Regions from separate parts of the Mus musculus genome. Here region 2 is linked to region 1. A link is a contact called in public Hi-C data. All regions are on one chromosome and are shown on one strand. Each heading gives the region's core, a stretch centred on a gene start, on an enhancer-like site or on the middle of the called end of the contact. The rest is flanking DNA. Distances are from core to core; before and after follow the strand shown.

What was found. Hi-C and Micro-C count contacts between places; a contact is called where the count stands out from the background.
Region 2: a contact with region 1 is called in a Hi-C map of cerebral cortex, with 3 times the contacts expected there. The contact joins two enhancer-like sites. A contact is called at or near these places in 4 of 39 promoter capture datasets (liver, stem cell-derived epiblast-like cells and trophoblast stem cells), 1 of 15 datasets of contacts at CTCF or cohesin (stem cell-derived epiblast-like cells), 8 of 484 Hi-C or Micro-C datasets (Sertoli cells, Th1 cells, cerebral cortex and 5 more), 1 of 115 datasets of contacts at active chromatin or transcription factors (embryonic stem cells) and 4 of 9 other capture datasets (adipose tissue, embryonic stem cells, liver and 1 more).

The regions. Positions count from the first base shown.
Region 1 is chr16:37,972,675-37,975,392 of GRCm38.p6, forward strand. All of the region lies in intron 3 of Gpr156 (G protein-coupled receptor 156), which reads left to right. Among named protein-coding and RNA genes, the nearest start is that of Gm36225, 14 kb to the right of the region's middle. Within about 2 kb of position 1,352, at least 55 of the 459 cell types and tissues checked have an H3K27ac peak or open chromatin away from gene starts, as enhancers often do. A contact at or near this core is called in cerebral cortex, where this site is marked.
Region 2 is chr16:38,130,682-38,133,399 of GRCm38.p6, forward strand. The region is part of intron 1 of Gsk3b (glycogen synthase kinase 3 beta); the gene reads left to right. Among named protein-coding and RNA genes, the nearest start is that of Gm25617, 26 kb to the right of the region's middle. Within about 2 kb of position 1,315, at least 203 of the 459 cell types and tissues checked have an H3K27ac peak or open chromatin away from gene starts, as enhancers often do. A contact at or near this core is called in cerebral cortex, where this site is marked.

The sequences.
Region 1 (2,718 bases), core at 102-2,601:
TGTGAACAATTTGCTACTTGTCTGGAACTGGAGCCCTCGGGTAGAAGAGTTGAGGAAAAGGGGAATTTTTCCCCCTATGTATCTATTGCCCCCTCTTGCTGTTTAAAAGCACATTTGAAATATTTTTCAATTGTGTGAGATGTGGAAATACACATTTGGGAATTTGGGGTTTTTTTGTTGTTGTTGTTTTGTTTGGTTTCAAAATCACTATCAAATGCAACCATAATACTCCTAGATGAAGCAGGCTTCCTCAATAAGAGCTCTTTCTGCTTCCCCTTTCTGCTCACTAGGGGTCTTCCCTGTCCCTTTCACTACTGTCCTACACCTGAGCCCACACAATGAGGTAACAGGCGTTTGCTCTGAAATGGAAGTCTAAATTTCCGTATTTCAGCTTTTAAAATGCTTACAAGGATGCAGTTTTGAATTGGTATTCTCTTATGTTTGTAGCCCAGGAGAGCTATGAATTCTGAAATATGAAATATGGGCCATGGAGATAGCTCAGCAGGTAACGACACTTGTCACTAAGCTGGATGCTCTGAGATCTCACGTGACAGGAGGGCAGAGTCAGCTCCTGTGAGTTGTTCTCTGAACCCTCCATGTGTGACATGGTACACAGATGCCAACGCACACACAAAGAAATGTAATTTTTAAAAATTTAAATCTATATATTCTCGTGTGTGTGTGTGTGTGTGTGTGCGTGCGTGCATGGTGTGTAAGTATGCCTGTGTGCATGTGTGTGTGTGTCTGTCTGTCTGTCTGTGTCTGTGTGCGCGTGCACGGTGTACAAGTGTGCCTGCATACACGTGTATGTGAGTCCATTCGTGTGTGTGTGTGTGTGTGTGTGTGTGTGTGTGTGTGACTGTGTGTGTGTGTGAGACTGTGTGTGTGTGTGTGTGTGTGTGTGTGTTAAATTGCCCTGGATAGAGAGAAAAGAACTGTTAGTGTTGAATTACATTTTTATTCTATTTTACAAGAGGAATAAGAAAGGAATCTTTGTAGTGAAAATGTTGAAACCCGGGGAAGAGGTAGCCTCACGAGCTGAGGGCAGAGGTTCTGTCCCATCTGCTTTGCCATTCCCACTTCTTAATGCTTTGATAGGTTCCTATTCAGGAATTAATGTTTGACACAAAAATGGCCATGAATGAGAGGAGCTGCCAGGAAAGCACAGGACACTGAGACCATCGGCTAAAGGAGAATCTGGGGCCAGGACGTTTGGCAAGTTTTCTTTTGTGCTTAATAACTAAAGCTTATATTTGGATGATCGGTTGATTGGGCTATAAAATCCACCACATCTCTGGAATCCAGGTCAGTCTGTTCTTACTGGCTAAGGAAGTGAGGCAGAAATGCACGTGACTGGCTTGCTGATAAGCCTGCAGCAGGGGAAAGACGCAGTGGCTCAAATGATTTGAAAAGGAAGGAGCTGGAAGGCGTCTTGGGTCTCATCGGATTTGACTACTGCTAATCGTTTGGTTTATTCTGTAGCCCTGTCCTTCCGGGTCCTTTATAGCTTCAGTGACTGTAGGTCCAAAATGACAGGCTGGTGGGTGGAAATTTTCCCCTCTCCAGATTAAAATAAATCTGTGCAAGCACTGAGGACTACAGAAAAGCAGTTGAGCTGAGAGAGGCCAGGCCCACCCAGCACTCGAGGCTTTAAGGATATAAAAGAAGTTATTACTTCCCCTGTCCAGCTGCAAACAGCTGGACGGTCCAGGATGAGCAGGTTTTCTGAAGCCAGGGAGAGTGATGTGTGCTGTTCACTTCTGTCACTAACAGCCACTGAAAGTTAGGAAGCTGTGTGGTCAAAGATGAGGTCTACCTCACAGAGCTGAGCCTCATGACCTGGGAGGTGTGTTAGACAAAAGCATTTCCTAGGAGAATTCCCCTGGAAGGATTCCGCCAATGGAAAAGAGCTTTTGGAGTAGCCTGATCTCATTGGAGACAAGTGAACATACGTGTGCACATGCATATGTGAATGAATACTCCCACAGACCCTTCGGTTTCCTAGAAACAGAGGCTGAGAGCGCACAGAGCTTCACAAATACCCTGTTAGGATCTCTCGTTTATTTTCAGGCTTCCTTCATCGCTATGCTGAGAGGAAAGCCCAGGAGAGCCTCACCCACACGAGACTCCTCAGTGAGGACTCAGCTTGGTCAACACCCATAGCCTGCAGAAACGCATTGCACATAGAGACCCCAAAATAACTGGTCTTTCTGTGTGCAGTAACATCAGGGAAGCCTCAGCCATTCCAGAGAAGTCCAGAAAGACACCCAGAAGCCACTTCTGTTACCCAGCAGACCTCCTTGTCTAACGCATGGACATTAAGCCAGTTCATGACACCCTCTGATCTCTAGCACTTTGGTGATCACCGGCAGGGGCTTATAGTCGCCTTAGAGAAGGAAGTTCCAGGACAGATGCTGGGAGAGCAGCTGAGAGGCTATTGCAAGGAAGACTTTGATCAGTTGGTGGCAGCAGAGGTAGAGAAGAAGCAGCTGAGTTCTGGTTGTATTTCAAGAATAGAACCAATGAGGTTTCACAACAGATTGGATGTGGGAAGGAAGGAAGAGTCAACAATGACGCCAAGGTTTTGGGTCCAAGCAAACGGAGATGGAGGGTGGAGAAACAGCTTTCAGGAGAAGACAAGGAGTTAAAGTTTTAATGGACTGTGGTTTAAAATTAAAAAGATCAGATGTGGTGGTACACACCTTTAATTCCAGCTCT
Region 2 (2,718 bases), core at 65-2,564, 160 kb after region 1:
CTTTGGAAAAGAAGGAAGTTCAAGGGCTTAGGCAAAACACTGTGGCTGTGGACTGGAGAAGAGTGGTGCTTCCCAGGCCCTGAGGCGGAAAACTCTACGTCCTAGATTTGGTTCTTTGACCTTATTGCTTCGAGGGTAGATAGCTCTCACTGTATTCTCACATGTCAGAGAGAGATAGACAGAGACAGAGAGACAGAGAGAGACTGCTAGCTCATGACATCATCTAAATTTGGCCCTACAGCCTGACATCAACCTGTTGTTACTTAAGAGTTCCAACCTATGACTTGTAAGGGGAGCTCAAATATTTAGTCAGGAACGGTATTCATGTCGAGTTCCTGCAACTTAGAATGGTACCTTACCTGTGAAATGAGTTTTTGTAGATTGCAGTTAATTTAAGAATTTTGAAATAAGGCCATCTTAGATGATCCATTGGGACAGATATCCTTAGGAAAGAGAGCAAACAGGAGAGATTTAACCAGGGAGGTGGACTGTCAGCGCTGTCGGGGTACAAGGCAGGTTCTGGAGAAACAGGAAGGAGTCTCAGGCCTCTGAGGTGCAGCCTTGTTGTTGGTGTTGCCAGTTTGAATTTCTGGTTTCTAACACTGAGAGAGAATTATTTTTGTTTTCTAAGACACCCAGCTAGTGGCAGTTTGTTACTATAGCAAAACAACAACAACAACCAGTCCAGTGCAGAGACCAAAACAGATCTCTTGTTTTTGCTCGTTATTTTCTCACATTTACTTTGGACTCTTCTTTACTTCGTGTTCCTGTGTTCTCCTGTAGCATCTAAATCTAAATTGGAAGGGGTTTTTCTCTACTTGTATTTTCTTCCATCTGTAGGTTTTTGTTTGTTTCTTTGTTTTAAAGAAAGAGTCTCACCTCGTAACCAAAGTTAGCATTGAACTGCCAAGGACTCAGAAAAGAACTGCAGGTGTGCACCACTGTACTCTGAGGTCAATTACAGTTTTAGTTTGTTGTTCATATCTTTTTTTTCCTGTACTATGTTTGCGTCTTAAACAAACAAAAACCTCAGACTTTTTACGTGGTTTAAACTGAGCTATGTCTTTAGTTGTCAGTGACTTCTTCCTGGTTCTTTATTTCCTTCTTCTGGGTCTTTGTCCTTTATGACTGTGGCTTGTTTTAACTCACTCTTGTGACCCTTGAGGTGTAGCAGTGAGGTAAAGAAAAGCCTTCCAGATGGCTTCAGTATCAGGGGGACATTCTTTGTTGGGTCTGTTTCTTCCCTCAGTGTAGTTCAGTGACGAGGAGTAACAGGGCTTGGGGGCAGGGTAAGAAGTGACGTGTAGGAGGCCCTTCCGCTTGTCTTCTTCCCCTTTCCTGCCTCCTTGGGTAGCTGCTGGATTGAGAACTGTCACAGACAGTTCTCAGGGAACTCGATGCTGCGGGAGGAAACAGAGCGGCGACACGAGCGGGTTTTCCTTTCTCAGCCTGGATGGTTTTTACAGATTAAGACAGCATATGTGTTTTGATTTCACTCACTATCATTGTTTTCTAAATGTAGCTTGGTAAACTGTCTGATTTTACAAATGATTTGTTCAATTAGGAGCTTTTCGATTCTCGTCCGTCGACTTTAAGTCCAATTGAAATATCTGACTGGAGATGACAAAAATATCTGAAAAGGAAAGAATTAGAGACATTTGGGCCATCCAGGGCTGACCTGAGCATTGTGGGAGGTGCTCTGGAGGGCTGACCCCCAGCAAGGTCAGGGCTGAGTCCTGCACGACTGTGTCTTTTTTCTTTACCAAGAGCCCAGAGAGCATTGTTTCTACTGCAGCTTTATGGGGAGAGACACAAGTGCCTTAGCTCCGTGAACTGACGGAGTTGACTCTTCTGGATCAGTGAGCTTTGGTCAACATACATAAGACTAGCTTAGGAATTTAATATGTAAGTTAAAGGATCCAACAGAAAGACTGGGGTATTTGGGGAAGTGGTTAGGAAAGTGACTTTATTCATGTATGATGTCTCTTAGACATGAAGTTAATGACCAGGCTTTTGTTATCTGGTTACTTTTCATAGTTATATGCTTACATATGAAGCTATTAGGTAGTACTTCATTGAAATTCTAAAATTTCAGTTTTTGTATCTTAGGTGTATTTTCCTAGGCTGTCCTATAAAGAACTGAGCAGTGGTTACTATAAATATTGTGTATTCTCAGTGACAAATAAGAAGTTGACTAATAGCAAGTAGAAGAGGGAGGGGCACTGGAAGTGGAGAGCTGGGGGAGACTGCGTCGGCCTGCTCTCACAGCAGCTGTAGAGCATTGCTTTGTGGAGTGCTGGGACAGAAGCGAAGCCCTGTGCTTGCCTTTACTACCTGTGCTTAAGCTTGGGTTTAGATTTGGGGGTTTAGAATGAAGTCTGTAGGGAAAAGAAAGGAAGACCGCCTCCCATCTCCCCCCCCCCCCCCCCCCCCCGTAACTAAGATTGAAAGAACATTGTAAGATAGCATAATCTGAGGTGTGTTTGAAAAATTGTCTGGGATTGATTTCACTGATATAAAAACATTGCAAGGAAGGGGGCGGTTTATATGTGAATGATTACAGATGTCAGAATATGGCGATGGTAAGTGTTGGGCTGGCAGGCCTGCTGCTGCTCAGTAGCTGCTGCTGAGTGTCTGGAGTCTGTTCAGATGGGGGGGGGGGTGGCGGGCAGCGTACTTCCTTACCATTTTTATTTGAATAGTCTGACATCAAAGATA